Regions from separate parts of the Hordeum vulgare genome. Here region 2 is linked to region 1. Evidence: chromatin contacts called from public Hi-C data. All regions are on one chromosome and are shown on one strand. Each heading gives the region's core, a stretch centred on a gene start, on an enhancer-like site or on the middle of the called end of the contact. The rest is flanking DNA. Distances are from core to core; before and after follow the strand shown. Region 1 holds the start of LOC123447668 (calcium-transporting ATPase 3, endoplasmic reticulum-type). Region 2 holds the start of LOC123447672.

Region 1 (7,788 bases), core at 4,189-6,688:
TCTCTATAACCCAGCGTCATCGAACCTTAAGTGTGTAGACCCTACGGGTTCGGGAGGCAGGCAGACATGATCGAGACACCTCTCCGGCCAATAACCATCAGCGGGGTCTGGATACCCATGGTGGCTCCCACTTGCTCCATGATAATCTCATCGGATGAACCACGACGTCAAGGATTCAATCAATCCCGTATACAATTCCCTTTGTGTGTCGGTATAGAACTTGCCCGAGATTCGATCGTCGGTATACCTATACCTTGTTCAAACTCGTTACTGGTAAGTCTCTTTACTCGTTCTGTAGCACGTCATCGTGTGACTAACTCCTTAGTCACATTGATCTCATGATAATGTACTACTGAGTGGGCCCAGAGATACCTCTCCGTCACACGGAGTGACAAATCCTGATCTCGATTCGTACCAAACCAACAGAGACTTTCAGAGGTACCCGTAGTGCACCTTTATAGTCACCCAGTTACGTTGCGACGTTTGATACACCCAAAGAACTCATACGGTATCCGGGAGTTGCACAATCTCACGGTCGAAGAAAAAGACACTTGACATTAGAAAAGCTTTAGCATACGAACAATACGATCTAGTGCTATGGTTAGGATTGGGTCTTGTCCATCACATCATTCTCCCAATGATGTGATCCCGTTATCAATGACATATAATGCCCATGACCAGGAAACCATAAGCATCTATTGACTAACGAGCTAGCCAACTAGAGGCTTGCTAGGGACACATTGTGATCTATTTATTCACACATGTATTACTGTTTCCTGTTAATACAATTATAGCATGAACAATAGACGATTATCATGAACAAGGAAATATGATAATAACCATTTTATTATTGCCTCTAGGGCATATTTCCAACACAAGCCTCTAGTTGGCTAGCCAGTTGATCAATGATAGTCAAGTTTTTCTGACTATGTGCAAGTGTTGTCACTTGATAACTGGATCACATCATTAGGAGAATCATGTGATGGACTAGACCCAAACTATGAACGTAGTATATTGATAATGTCGTTTTATTGCTATTGTTTTCTGCTTGTCAAGTATTTGTTCCTATGACCATGAGATCATATAAGTCACTGGCACCGGAGGAATACCTTGTGTGCATCAAACGTCACAACATAACTGGGTGACTATAAAGGTGCTCTATAGGTATCTCCGAAGGTGTCCTTTGAGTTAGTATGTATCAAGACTGGGATTTGTCACTCCGTGTGACGGAGAGGTATCTCGGGGCCCACTCGGTAATACAACTTCACACACAAGCCTTGCAAGCAATGTGACTAAGTGTAAGTCACGGGATCTTGTATTACGGAACGAGTAAAGAGACTTGCCGGTAACGAGATTGAAATAGGTATGCGGATACCGACGATCGAATCTCGCGCAAGTAACATACCGAAGGACAAAGGGAATGACATACGGGATTATATGAATCCTTGACACTAAGGTTCAACCGATAAGATCTTCAGAGAATATGTAGGATCCAATATGGGCATCCAGGTCCCGCTATTGGATATTGCCCGAGGAGTACCCCGGGGCATGTCTACATAGTTCTCGAACCCGCAGGGTCAGCACACTTAAGGTTCGGCGATGTTTTAGTATAGTTGAGTTATATGTGTGGTTACCGAATGTTGTTCGGAGTCTCGGATGAGATCACGGACGTCACGAGGGTTTCGGAATGGTCCGGAGACGAAGATTGATATATAGGATGACTTCATTTGGTTACCGGAAGGTTTCCGGGCATTACCGAGATTGTACCGGGAGTGACGAATGGGTTCCGGATGTTCATCGGGAGGGGGGCAACCCACCCAGGGGAAGCCCAAAGGCCCTAGGGTTGGCGCACCAGCCCTTAGTGGGCTGGTGGGACAGCCCAAGAGGGCCTATGCTCCAAGGAAAGAAAAACCAAAGAGAAAAAAAGAGAGGTGGGAAGGAAGAGAAGGACTCCACTTTCCAATCCTAGTTGGACTAGGATTGGAGTACGACTCCTCCTCTCCCTTGGCAGATGCACCCTTGAGGGCTTGGCCCTCAAGGAAAGCCTCCTTCCCCTCCCTCCTATATATAGTGGTGATTTAGGGCTGATTTGAGATAACTTTTGCCACGTGCAACTCAGATGTAGACAACATATTTCTACCTCTAGATCGTATTTCTGCGGAGCTTGGGCGGAGTCCTCCAGGAGTAGATCCTTCACCACCTCCGGAGCGCCGTCACGCTGCCGGAGAACTCATCTACTTCTTCGTCTTGCTTGCTGGATCAAGAAGGCCGAGATCATCGTCGAATTGTACGTGTGCTGAACGCGGAGGTGTCGTCCGTTCGGCACTAGATCAGAACGGATCACGGGACGGATCGTGGGACGGTTCGCGGGGTGGATCGAGGGACGTGAGGACGTTCCACTACATCAACCACGTTTCTTAACGCTTCCTGCTGTGCGATCTACAAGGGTACGTAGATCCAAATCTCCTCTCGTAGATGGACATCACCATGATAGGTCTTTGTGTGCGTAGGAATTTTTTTGTTTCCCATGCAACTTCCCCAAAAGTGGTCTTGGTTCACCTTTGCTCAATGACGAAGCAATGACGCCTCCCCAACCTGCTAATCGTTTCGACCGCCCGTGGCGGATCTCCCAGTCAAGGTTCGTGTTTAGTTTGGCACTCGTTGGTTATGGTTGATCCTTTGTTGTGTCGTGGGGCTCGATACGCACGCCGGTGCGGAGCATTAGGTTGTTTGCAGAGTCTTGGTATTGTGATCATTTGACAACACCCCACATCTACTTGTGTCTCTCGTGGTGGTGGTCTTTCTACATGCTAGCTAGGTCATGCATTCTCGTGGGTGGCAATTTTTTTTCTCATCTTCTGTAATCTTGTTACTTGTATGGTTTTCTACCGGTTTTCCTCATAAACGGGGTCAACCTATTTATATTTTTGATCCAGTTTTCCTTTGAACTGGATCAACCAAAGCTCAAAGGATGACTCTTGGCTTTGACAACTTTTTCGGCAATATATTCACGTGGGGATCATCTCCCCCGTGATCGTTCAAAAAAAACACAACTAGTACATTAGAGCAACTCCAACTGGCCGACCCAAACGGACGGTGATTTTATCCTTTTTTCATCCGTTTGGGTCGCCAGCTCGCTGTGTGTCCGCCCACTTTAGGATTTGGGTCAACAGTGCGCCCAACGCGCCGACCCATATTTGTCCGCATGGCCGGCTAGCCGCCGTTTTTTAACAAATACAAACATTTTGCATATTTTTTCAGAAGCAAATGAAATAGCATAGTTCCACAACCAAAATAATAATATAGCAAAGTTTTACAAGCTCAATAAAAGTTAAATTGTCTTAAAAAGATACATCTATTGGTTGCCAACATGACCCCACATATGCTCAACCAAATCATCTTGAAACTGAATATGAGTTTCCCAATCACGCATTTCATGATGAAATTGGGTGAACTGTGCAAGCGATGCCGCTCCTCCGCCACGCCGAGGCACCACATTGTCACCCTCAAAACCAAACCCTTGATCGTGGAGACGTTCCGGGCGCTCATCCTCTACGATCATATTGTGCATGATCACACAAGCAGTAGCATGATACCTAACTATGCCCCATCGAGATTGCAAAACATCAAAGGCACGTTCGACATCCTTCCTATCACTCTCTTGCTCTTGGGAAAATCTTTTCCTCTTCTCTGCGACAGGATTGGAGATTGTCTTCACAACAGTGGTCCATTGTGGATAGATTCCGTCAACTAGATAGTATCCTTTGCTGTAGCTGTGACCGTTGATGTTAACATCGAACAACGTGTTGTTGCCTTTGGCAAGCCTTGTAAACACCGGCGAACATTGAAGCACGTTCATATCATTGTGTGATTCGGCCATGCCAAAGAAAGAGTGCCAGATCCAGAGATCTTGAGAGGTCACGACCTCAAGTATGACAGTGCAAGCCTTGACATGGCTCTTGTACTAGCCTTGCCAAGCAGAAGGGAAGTTCTTCTACTCTGAATGCATGCAGTCTATGCTGCCAAGCATCCCTGGGAAGCCCTGCCTAACATTGGTCGCCAACAAGCGGGTTGTGTCTCTAACAGTCAGCTCTCTCAAGTACCCAGGGCCAAACACTGCAACCACAACTTTGCAGAATCTGTGCAATGACTCTAGGCACGTAGACGCACTCATACACACGTACTCATCGATAAGATCACTGGGTGCTTCGTAAGCAAGCATCCGGATAGTTGCAATGCATTTCTGATAAGATGAGAAGCCAATCTTTCCAATGACATCCTCTTTGCACTCGAAGTAGTCATCGTATCTGACCACCCCCTCTCGAATCCGGTTGAAAACATGCCTAGCCATACGGAAACGCCGCCGAAATTTCTGATGTTTGAACAACGGATTGGTTGTGTCAAAGTAGTCCTTCCATAAAAGGAAATGACCGCTCTCTTGGTTGCGATTCAACGCCGGAACATGCCCCAGAATCGAGCCCCGGAACAACGGCCGCTGCCTATTAAGGTGGTCATGGACCAACACAACAAGCAGCATCTCCTCATCGTCGGATGAGGAACCATCGGAGTTGCACAAAATATTATGGAAAAAGAACTCGTCGGCGCAGTCCATTTGTACCTTGAGGCAAACTGTTGAACAACTTGCGGGCGTGGACAACGAAGTTGACCGACGGCGTCGGATTGGGGGTCGGGGAAGCCGTGGTGGCCCGACGGCGATGCGGCTGGCGGCGTGGGTAGGTGTCGGTGTTTGGGGAGGTACGGGAGGAGGCGCTGGTGGCCGAGGCACAGAAACTGGGCGGCGGCGGCGATGGGGTGGGGGCGAGGCGAGGGCTAGCTGTCGGTAGGGATGGAGAACGACCAATGTGCCACCGACTAGCGGGCGAGGGGAAGGAGTACGCGCGCGCCGTCCGCGTTCGTTTTGTGTCCGCGCCGATCCAAATCAGACTCAAAATTGGGCCGAAATGGGTCCGCGGACGAAAAGCGGACGCACGTCCGTTTGAATCGGCGTGTTGGACCGATTTTTCTGTCCGCGTGGACCCAAACGAACGACGGCGGATGAAATGGGTCGTCCTTGCTATTATAGCTATCACATAAACAAAACAATTGTGGAATTTGTGACACTTGTCTTGCACACTGTTATTGACTGTTTCTTTCTTGAGCAATTCCAACATGGATGCAGTTTTGTTCTCTTCTTCTTGACACGTTTTGGCCTTTCGGGGGGCAGGCTGTTTTTCTCGTTGCTGCCCACCGATTCTCCTGAAAACGGGCTAGCGAGAAGGCGAAGCAAAGCTAGGCGAAAAGCGTGCGTCACTTGTCTCGCACTTCACTTCCCCATGGCCCACGTGCTCCAGCGGCCGAGCCGGAGCAGAGATCCCGCCGCCACCTGTCCCCTGACGAGCAAATCACACCGTTGCTACTAAATAAATAAAACACCCAAAGCCAAAACCCGAGCTGAGAAAATCCCGGCCGCCTCTCCCTGGCCGCACCGCCGCGATCACTCCCTCCCCTCCTCCCACCCGCCGGCGCCGCCGGCCATGGAGGACGCCTACGCCAAGTCCGTCGCGGAGGTAAGCCGCCGCCGCCGCCGCCGCATCTAGCCCCCGCCTCGCGCCATAGCTTTGACCTCCCCCGCTTCGCCCCCGCCGCCTCTCACGGATCTGGTCGCCGCCCGTCCTCGCAGGTGCTCGAAGCTTTCGGCGTGGACCGGACCAAGGGCCTCTCCGACTCGCAGGTGCTGCTCCGGAGCCGTCCGCGCTGTGGTTTTTTTGGTCTGGGTTGCGGGGAATGGGGGACTGATTTGGTTTCTGGCTTGTGTGGGCAGGTGGAGCAGCATGCGTTGCGCTACGGCAAAAATGGTGAGGAGCTTCTTACTGCATTATGCGTTTTGATTCGTTCATTGTCCTATTATGGGTTTAATTAATGGGCGCCGAACTGTTTGTGATAAGTAAGTAGACAAAATGGAGAGAAGGATATGTGGTTTCGTCGGAGTCGAGTAAGCAAGTTCTCCAGACGAGGAATAGTCTGGTGCCTTTCCACCAATCTCGAAATACATCCTATCCAAATTCATCGGAATAGATTTTGTTTTATTTTGCACAAAGCGGCTATTTATACAAGCAGATTACTAATTCTCGGTATATTTGCGTTGGTGCTTACTTCCTAGCGACTAGAACCGTCTAAAACCAGAGCATTTCTAAATAAGGAGGCGTGGTTTGCATGCGTCCTTTTTTTGTACTAGGGACTCCACAGCCTATAATTGCTGTTATTAACCGACATAAACATTTTTTCACGTACGCAATGCCATAACCCAGACATATCAACTTTTATAATCCGGGGAATGAAATTTGAAAGTCACTGTAATGCTGATTTAACTGAATTGATACAGCTTTCATACTTTGGATGTACTACTCCGTCCCATAATGCAAGACGTTTTTTGACACTAGTGACTACTAGTGTCAAAAAACGTCTTACATTATGGGACGGAGGAGTAGTTCAGACCCTTACCATTTCCTCAGTAAAACTTGAAAGCTTCAGTCGAGACTCCTGCACAATTTCTTGAGGGCAGACATATTTATGTTATCATCTACTTTTTCATTGCGGTGTTCACACATGATTTTTGTTATCATAATTGTGGCCACTAACTGATTGCTGCACTTTCTTTTCGTGCATGGATTATCTGCAGTGCTGCCCCAAGAAGAAAGTAAGTTGTCAGCTCTAACTTCTAATGTTCATTTTATGTACGGCAACACATTTCGTATTACCTGTTACACCTTTTCTCCAAAGTGTTTGCCGTCAGAAAATGTTGGTACTTGGTATTCCATTATCTCTGTCTTACCCCATTTACTCTTTCTGAATAACTGAATATAAGCGAACCATGGATTGACAAGGATGCATTGCAACTACGAGTCCTCTTAGTTGACATACTAATGATTATATGGCAAGTTTAAAAGTTGGATGTTTTATGAGAAGGATAGTATCATTGAAATGTCTAAGCTCTACCCTTTGTTAATTTCCATGTAAAAACGATTTATTTTGGTAAGGTAGTAGAAAAATGTTAAGGGTAGTATAGTAGTATGCTTTTATAGGTATTTGTTAGTGTTGGATTGAATCAATATGCCCTTTGGGCTCGTTTAATGCATCCAATTGTGCTGTTTCTCCGCAGATACAAGACATAACCTAAGGCATACTCCCTCTGTCTCAAAAGAACTGCCTCAACTTTGTATTGGCTCTAGTACAAATTTGTACTAAGCTTAAGACATTTATTTTGTGATGGAGGGAGTACATAATATTCATACTACCCCTGAACATCCTTTACCTTGGATGATGACTTGTCGTAGCATGCTTTTGCAAATATTATGTTAGACAAATACCTTGTTGGATGATCACCAAATTATATTGTATTGGGTCTTTGTTGTTTTCTTTGCCACCAGCTATAGAAGTTAAGTTTATTGAAGTTCATAACGACTAACTCAGATTCTGTTCTAGGAGGATTTTACAAATAAGTAAATAAAATCATAACCAGAACAAATGAATAAGTTTTTCAAGGAAGATAAATAGATAAAGGAAAATTAGTTTTGTTTCCCTTTATTCATCATCTATTAACGTGAAATTTCTGACCCAGGTACCCCCTTCTGGAAGTTAGTTTTGAAGCAGTTTGATGATTTACTTGTCAAAATATTGATAGCAGCTGCCGTGGTATCCTTCCTTTTGGCTCGATTGAATGGTGAAACTGGATTAACAGCATTTTTGGAACCATCTGTAAGTTGATCCACTTTGGGGGATATATCCTAT
Region 2 (7,554 bases), core at 1,189-3,688, 150 kb before region 1:
CAAACATTCCAACAGGCTCACTTCTTAATAGATAAGCCTCAAAAGTTGTGCAATTGCTTCTTGACTTAATAGTACTTGGAGATTATTCATGACTTCTCAGCTTAAACCTAAGTCATAATACTAGGCTGATATAGTAAGTTGGTGACTACTACCTCTGTTCCTAAATGTAAGACGTTACATTTAGGAACAGAGGGTGTACCATGTAAGTCTGCTCAAGAAGTATAATGCCCACTGGATTGCTGAGCACTTCAGTCACAAATACTTTAAAGATAAATGGTAAAAGCAGTTTTGAATGTTACGTCTAACTCAGATACAATAAAGCAACCATCAGCACTTAACACTGGGATCCACAACAGCGGATGAAAATAAACTAACACCGATAAGAGGAAAGACATCGTTGATTACCTGGTCACGCCTTCTTTTCCTTTCGTCACGAAAATGTGTGAAGGCATGAGGATCAAAGCCTAGAACATGCATGACCTCATGTATCAGAGTAGCAGAAAGTAATGTTTCTGCTTCAGCCGTCAAATGACGAGGGGCCACATTAACATGTCCTAAATACAAAACATGCATATTTAGTACAGAATAGCATTACAACCTCTCCCGGCAGTTAATATCTGTATGCGAATGTGAGTGAGTTTACAAACCTGCAATGGCACGACCCCATTGATCCCGTTCACAGGCTACAGCCCATGCAAGGGTGTTGCCTGTTGTTGGTCTAGTTGTTACTAAGAGTACTAAATCGGCATTAGCAACACCATCTGCAATTCAGGAGAACAATCAATGGAGAACCAGATCAAAAAGGCTACAAGATAGCCTAATTATAATGGCAAATTACCTTCAATATACGCATGGGGAAGCTGTACGCCTCCATCCTGGCCACAAGCAGAGTAACCACTGAGCCGCAGGTTCCCCTTGACAGGTTCGACAGCTAAAGCTTTTCTGAACCACTCTACTGTTTGTCCCAGTGCCTGCCAGTAATCCAACTCGGCATTTAGCATGTAGAACAAGATGACTATAGAAGATCCTCTCTCTTTTAAGCTATGGCACATTTCAAACCGAAGCGACAGACAAAACGACCAAAAAGCACAAGAACTGCACCTTCCGGAGTCGTTGCTTCTTGTCCTCCCCAGCTATATCTTCAAAGGTGCAATTGTACCAGCAATCTCCCACCAATGGTGGGTCTCCGTGAGGAGAACAGATAGGTGTTCCTGGTGCCGATGGTACAGGCGGTTCACCGAGCTAGCAAAACCAAACAGCAGACTCAGAATTACAACCAGGATATTAAAGAAGCTCCTGACACGATCATAAGCTTCCGCCAGACCTACCTTCACAATGTCACCGACATTTTTACAATCCCGGTCGGGCGAGTGCCCAACAGCGTCATAGTTGAGGTATATCCGAATTGGCTTCTTAACATTGCTCCGTGGAGCACGCCAAGATGCCACCCCCAACAATTGCCTGCCTCTTACGCGCTCCACTTTCTCTCGGGGCACATTGTAGACTTGTGGCATAACAGAATACTCCTTCCGGCCAGCTCGGCGCCGCTGATGCAGTATCTCGTCGTGGATGCAGGAATGGCTAAGGTAAACATCCTTGTCTCCAGCATCCGCGCCTTCCAGCGACAATGATTTCCCGTCGTCGGAATTCGCAGTGGCTCCTCCAGAGCAGACCAGAATCAACACAATCTGCAGCAGGAGCAAGAAATGAAAGAATTAATTATCGGTATACCAATATAAATGCAGCAGCACAACCTCCAGAGCAGGAACACCACAACCGGTAAGGAGTGTATCAGCAAAATGAATGGGCAAAACAGCAAGCAATCCGGCCCAAAACGGCAAACTTCGATTCATCTGCTTCCACTGGTTTAACTGCGACCCAGATGCCCAAAAATAGCTCTCCTCCGGGAGAAACATTCCCTTCCTTCCTTCCCCAAGAAAGCACGCTGGCGGCGGAACAGTAAAACCCTACGTACGGGAGAAAAGGGGAGGCGAAATCCCTCTCGAATCGCCACGAGAGACCCCGAAATGCGAACCGAATCGTACGGAAATCCCTCCGTCCCAGGGAGAACCGGGTGTCCCGACCATTCCGGCCCGAATCCGCGAAACCCGGGCAGTGGCTGACCCCCGGGGCGGATCGAGGCAGCAGCTCACCTCGAGCCTGAGGAGCGAAAGCAGCAGCAGCAGCAGCCTCCCGCGGCGGCCGCTGGCCGCATCCATGTAGCAAGCTCGCCCCCGCAGCGCCCCGCCGCTTCCATTCACCGCCGCCGCCGCCTCCCCGTCCCCGCCAGCCTCCGCCTCATCCCCGGTCCGCACGGAATCGAATCCTCCTCCTCCTCCTCCCGCCTCACGCCGCGCGCAGCCTCTCCGCGGGGGCAACGACGACCGGGCGGTCGGTGGGAGCAACCAATCGGATCGGGCGAGGCCGGCCGGCCGGCGGGCGGGTCACCGGCCCCGGATGATTAGGGTTTGGTGGAGGCCCTACCCTACCCTACCCTACCCCCGGGCTCCGTCCGAAGAGGGCGAAGGGAGGGAGCAGGAGGAGACGACGCGGGGTGGGGGTGCGGGTGGGGAGAGAGAGAGAGAGAGAGGGGTGTGAGTGGTGGATTTAGTCGTGAAGGCTACTACTAGTTGGTTGTTGTTGTGGTGGTGGCGGTGGCAGAGGCAGTACTCGCTCTGACGAGAGAGAGGGGAGGAGAACGGCAACAGAGACAGAGACCGGGTTAATAACGGGAATCAATCTTCTTCTTTTTTACGACTAATCGAGTTGTGCCCGTCCTCGCTGCTCTAGTCTCATCCCCCTTTCCGTGTCTCAGAATTTCTGGCCCCCCACCACGGGGCCACGGCCTTTTTATTTACGGCTCAAGCGCCATCGGGCGGTTCAGTTCGGTGGCCGCGCACCGCGGGTCTTGGGGGGCCGGAGACGCGGAGCCGTTTCGGGGTTTTATCATCGTTTTACGAGGAGTTTTATTTTTATATATTGTTTGTACCGTTGTGGCCTTTTTGAAATATAAATCAAATCACCTTTGACGGCTTCCGTTTCTGCTGGAGTGATTGCACATGCACGGGCACAGAGCGCGCGCCCGTGTGCTTCGCTTCGGGGTTTGCTCGTTCGTTCGCGCGTACGCCGCCGCTTTGCGTTACGTGCTCCGTCTCCACAAAAAGGAGGGGAGGGGAGGGGAGGGGAGGGAAGGAAGGGACTTGCATCGTTACATTATACGGCGGAGTAGTGCAATGATGCACAATCACCACCCGCCAGCCTCCGGTGACACCCCTGTGCGAGACAACGAGTCCGGCCGGGCCGGGCCGGGCCGGGCCGTGGACGCGACGCGCTGGTTCCTGGTTGTGGTTGGGTTTGCGGCTCAGCTAACCCCAGGCGTACTAATAATTGGGTCAGCGGACCCGAGCCAACCACCCCCGCCTCCTCGACGCCCCGTCAAATCAAACCCACCGCACCGCTGCCAAATGGGCGCCCGCCGGCTGAACGGCGGAAGCCGTCAGCAGCACGCGCCGAGCGCTAGGAGCGCGATTTTATATGGTGAAAAAGGAGGAGGGGTACGTGCTGCTGAACGGCGCGATGGTTTGATCCAGATCCGTGTTCGTTCGGCTCACGTGGGCCCACTCACTCGCCTTATCCGGCGAGGTGGCTGCGGGACTTGATGACCAGCGATCGGGTCGGCTGTTTTTTGTGTGTGTGTGTGCGCGCGCGTGCATGCGAGTCAAACTTGCGATGATGGTGTGCGTGGGCGGCCTACCGGTGGATGCATACATGCATGCCTACTCTTCCTGCTCTGCTCGGTTTGTCGTTATGGGATAGCGGGTGGGTCCCACGCCGACCGTGTGTCAAACATTTTGTGTTTTTTTTATTACCGCCTTGAGCTCAAAATAAATGTCTTAGTTTTATATTAAAATTGTATTAAGTCTGAGACATCTATTTTGAAACGAATGAGTACTTTTTTGCAACGAAAATGAGGGTACTTATTCGGCCGATTTTCATAGGTCATGGGCCGTTGGATCCGTCTATGTAGCTGCTGGATCGGTGAAGGCAACGTCTTGTCATTATTCTTCTCTCGTGCCCACATGCCCTACTCGCTTCCTTCTCCTATCGATCGTCGCCTACCTTACAACCTCTGCTCCGTGGCAGGGGTCGTAACCGTTGACGGTGGGCGTGTCGCTCGTCCATGGTGGCGTGTTCGGAATTTGTTTAATTTAGAGAAGAAGGCGCATGGGGTGGGAGAGGAGGATCGTGTGTCCCCAACAGCTTTGATCGTACGGATGGGGCCAAGTGGCCGAAATTCGGCCGGCCGCCCGACGTCTAGCAGTCATCAGTACAAGTTCACACCAGACCGACCGACCGACCGAAGCTTAGGCCGGTCGCGCAGGACCCGCTGGATCGACCCACCTCATCCTTCACTATCTTCTTCGCTCGCTTCGTCTCTTTCCTCACATCACCTTCGTGGGGCGTCGATCGACAAACATGTACAACGTCCTTCTTCTCCTCCTTCGACGTCTCGTGTTGGGCCCTCACCCCGTGTCGTGCCACCTCCTTTTGCTCTCGTTGTTTATTTTCTTTTTCTTTTCTTTTTTGCTGCAAGCGGGGGCTGGGAGGACGAGCGGCGAAACATTGCTAGGAATGGGTGTTGCGGCCCGCGATCTTCCAGTTTGCTTCAACCGGCTTATTTTTTGGTAAATGTTGTAACCGCCAGGAAGATGCTGGAACTGTGAGGAAGTATTGCTACTAACACGATGTTGACATTTTTTTGGTTGCAACCGGTCATGAAGTTTTGCTAGGAGCCGATTGCTTGGAATGCTGGAAACGGCTACTCGACGAGCTGCAACGATGAGGACGTTCTTGACTCTCCCGGTGCTATGCGAACGGTAGGGATGATGGCGCTACATTTTTATAAATCTACATTCTAGTTCGTGTTTTGCTGGAACCACGTCTTGTGGATGCTACAATGGTGACCACAGCGTGCTGTAATGACAACCGCGGCGAGTTGGATTCCTACACGATGGGATGCTACAACCATGTTGGAACCATATCCCTTTGATGCTACAACGGCGAGCTACAATGATGGTGGCGGCGAGTCTAGTTTTTTTGTGCACGCGGGGGGAAATGATACAGCGGTGTTTGTGACATGCCGGAATCGTGTTTGCGATATGCTACAACGGAGACCACAAACGAGTTTAGAGCTGCGACCGTGGCGGAGTCGTCGGGCTGCCTCCAATGAGTTGGCGGGCATTGTAGTAGAAGCTGCTGGAATTTAATCTATATGGGCTAGCGACTAGCCCAATAATTATTTTTAGAATTCCCAATAAATCCTAGAGACTTACTTAGCTCATTCGTGCAAGACAAGATGTGGAATTAAAGTTTAGTCCCACGTTGCTAGTTTGGTAGGAGTTGGACCTCCTTATAAGGGAGGATGCTTCCTCACATGTATGAGCATGAGAACAAGAGAGACATACACGTGCATTCCTCCTTCGCCGCCGCCCGCCTCGCCGCGCCACGTCTCGTCACGACGTGTCGCGGGTTGTGAAAATGATCCAAGCCGATGACTAAATGTTTGCCACCCACGACTAGTATACGAAATGTCGCTCAGGAGCTGAAAAGTTTTGATGTAGTGAAGATTAAATACGAACGATGCACCCTTTGGTTGCTGCCTATTCATTTCGTCTCCCTCTTTTGCTTCTCCTCCTGTCACTGCATGTTCACCTCCTTCTCCTGTGCATATAAAAGAGAGGTCGCTCCTTTCCGGAGAGACACACAAGAACATCATCTTCGTCACGTCATCGAGATCCAATCTCTAAGTTGCTGCTAAGTTCTTCCCCATCCAGGCTTGCGGCATGCACCGCAGGTCGGAACAGTAGGCCTCCGAAACCCCGCCTCTTTGAGTCCTGTACGGGAGAAGGGTGATAAGGTTTTTGGGGAGTGCTCTGCACGACTAGTGGCTTCTTCATCACGGACACCACGGACGCCGACGACCACTTCACGGACGACGACTTCTTCCCCGACGTCAACAACCTCTTCGACAACATGGACGGTGATGACGTCAACGCCAATCCCACTGCTGCTACTGCTGCAACTCAGTACGTGTTCGTGTTCTTCTTGTTTGAGTTCCTGTCGAAACTTCATGTTCTAGGTTCTGTTGTAGATATGTTTCGTTCATACTCACCACTTCAGATGCAACTTGCATACTCTTTGTATGATCGCATGACTTGTCTTATAATTGCTATGGTAGTCATGATTTATCTACTATTTCTGCTAGCAAAATCACATGGTAAATCGCTCATATCTTACATTCTTAAGAAGTTGGTCCCAATTCTCTTAGCATGTAAAGTGTCCACCTCACCATCCCACTAAGCCATGCATTTACAAACTTCTCTTCCACTAAGCGATGCAAAATATTCCAAATAAGTGTTCTTAACATGCAAAGTGTCCACCTCAACGTCCCACTAAGAAACGCATTTAAGTCTTCTCTCCCACTCAGACATGTAAAATCTGCCACATAAGCGAGTCATAAATTTAACTCTTACATTTTTAAGAAGTTGGTCCCAATTGTCTTAACATGCAAAGTGTCCACCTCACCATCCCACTAAGCCATGCATTTATAATCTTCTCTTCCACTAAGCAATGCAAAATATTCCACATAAGTGTTCTTAACATGCAAAGTGTCTGTTGGGGAACGTCGCATGGGAAACAAAAAATTTCCTACGCGCACGAAGACCTATCATGGTGATGTTCATCTACGAGAGGGGATGTTCGATCTACGTACCCTTGTAGATCGCACAGCAGAAGCGTTAGTGAACGCGGTTGATGTAGTGGAACGTCCTCACGTCCCTCGATCCGCCCCGCGAACCGTCCCGCGATCAGTCCCACGATCTAGTGCCGAACGGACGGCACCTCCGCGTTCAGCACACGTACAGCTCGACGATGATCTCGGCCTTCTTGATCCAACAAGAGAGACGGAGAGGTAGATGAGTTCTCCGGCAGCGTGACGGCGCTCCGGAGGTTGGTGGTGATCTAATCTCAGCAGGGCTCCGCCCGAGCTCCGCAGAAACGCGATCTAGAGGTAAAACCGTGGAGGTATGTGGTCGGGCTGCCGTGGCAAAAGTTGTCTCAAATCAGCCCTAATACCTCAGTATATGTAGGAGGGAGGGGGAGGGAAGAGGCAGCCTCAAACCCTCAAGGTTTGGCCGAAATTGGAGGTGGAGGAGTCCTACTCCAATCCTACTTGGAGTAGGATTCCACCTTCCCACTTGGAAACTCTTTCCACCTTGTTGTTTTTCCTTCTCAAACCTTATGGGCCTTAGTGGGAACTTATTCCAGCCCACTAGGGGCTGGTTTATCTCTTCCCATAGCCCATGAGACCCCTTGGGGCGTGACACCCCTCCCGATGGTCCCCGGCACCCCTCCCGGCACTCCCGGTACACTACCGATGAGCCCGAAACTTTTTCGGTAATGCCCGAAAACTTTCCGGTAACCAAATGAGGTCATCCTATATATCAATCTTCGTTTCCGGACCATTCCGGAAACCCTCGTGACGTCCGTGATCTC

The links. A called contact is a pair of places that touch in the nucleus more often than the background predicts.
Region 2: a contact with region 1 is called in a Hi-C map of leaf, with 4 times the contacts expected there. The contact joins the promoter of LOC123447672 here to the promoter of LOC123447668 in region 1. A contact is called at or near these places in 2 of 6 Hi-C or Micro-C datasets (leaf and seedling) and 1 of 1 datasets of contacts at active chromatin or transcription factors (embryo).

What each region holds. Positions count from the first base shown.
Region 1 is chr4H:26,896,645-26,904,432 of MorexV3_pseudomolecules_assembly, reverse strand. It overlaps LOC123447668 (calcium-transporting ATPase 3, endoplasmic reticulum-type), which reads left to right and starts at 5,438. Exons shown (of 34, transcript XM_045124294.1): 1 at 5,438-5,567; 2 at 5,681-5,731; 3 at 5,822-5,855; 4 at 6,680-6,697; 5 at 7,619-7,755. The coding sequence starts at 5,535.
Region 2 is chr4H:27,039,544-27,047,097 of MorexV3_pseudomolecules_assembly, reverse strand. It overlaps LOC123447672, which reads right to left and starts at 2,438. Exons shown (of 16, transcript XM_045124299.1): 1 at 2,154-2,438; 2 at 1,329-1,688; 3 at 1,102-1,242; 4 at 839-971; 5 at 648-761; 6 at 406-554. The coding sequence starts at 2,219.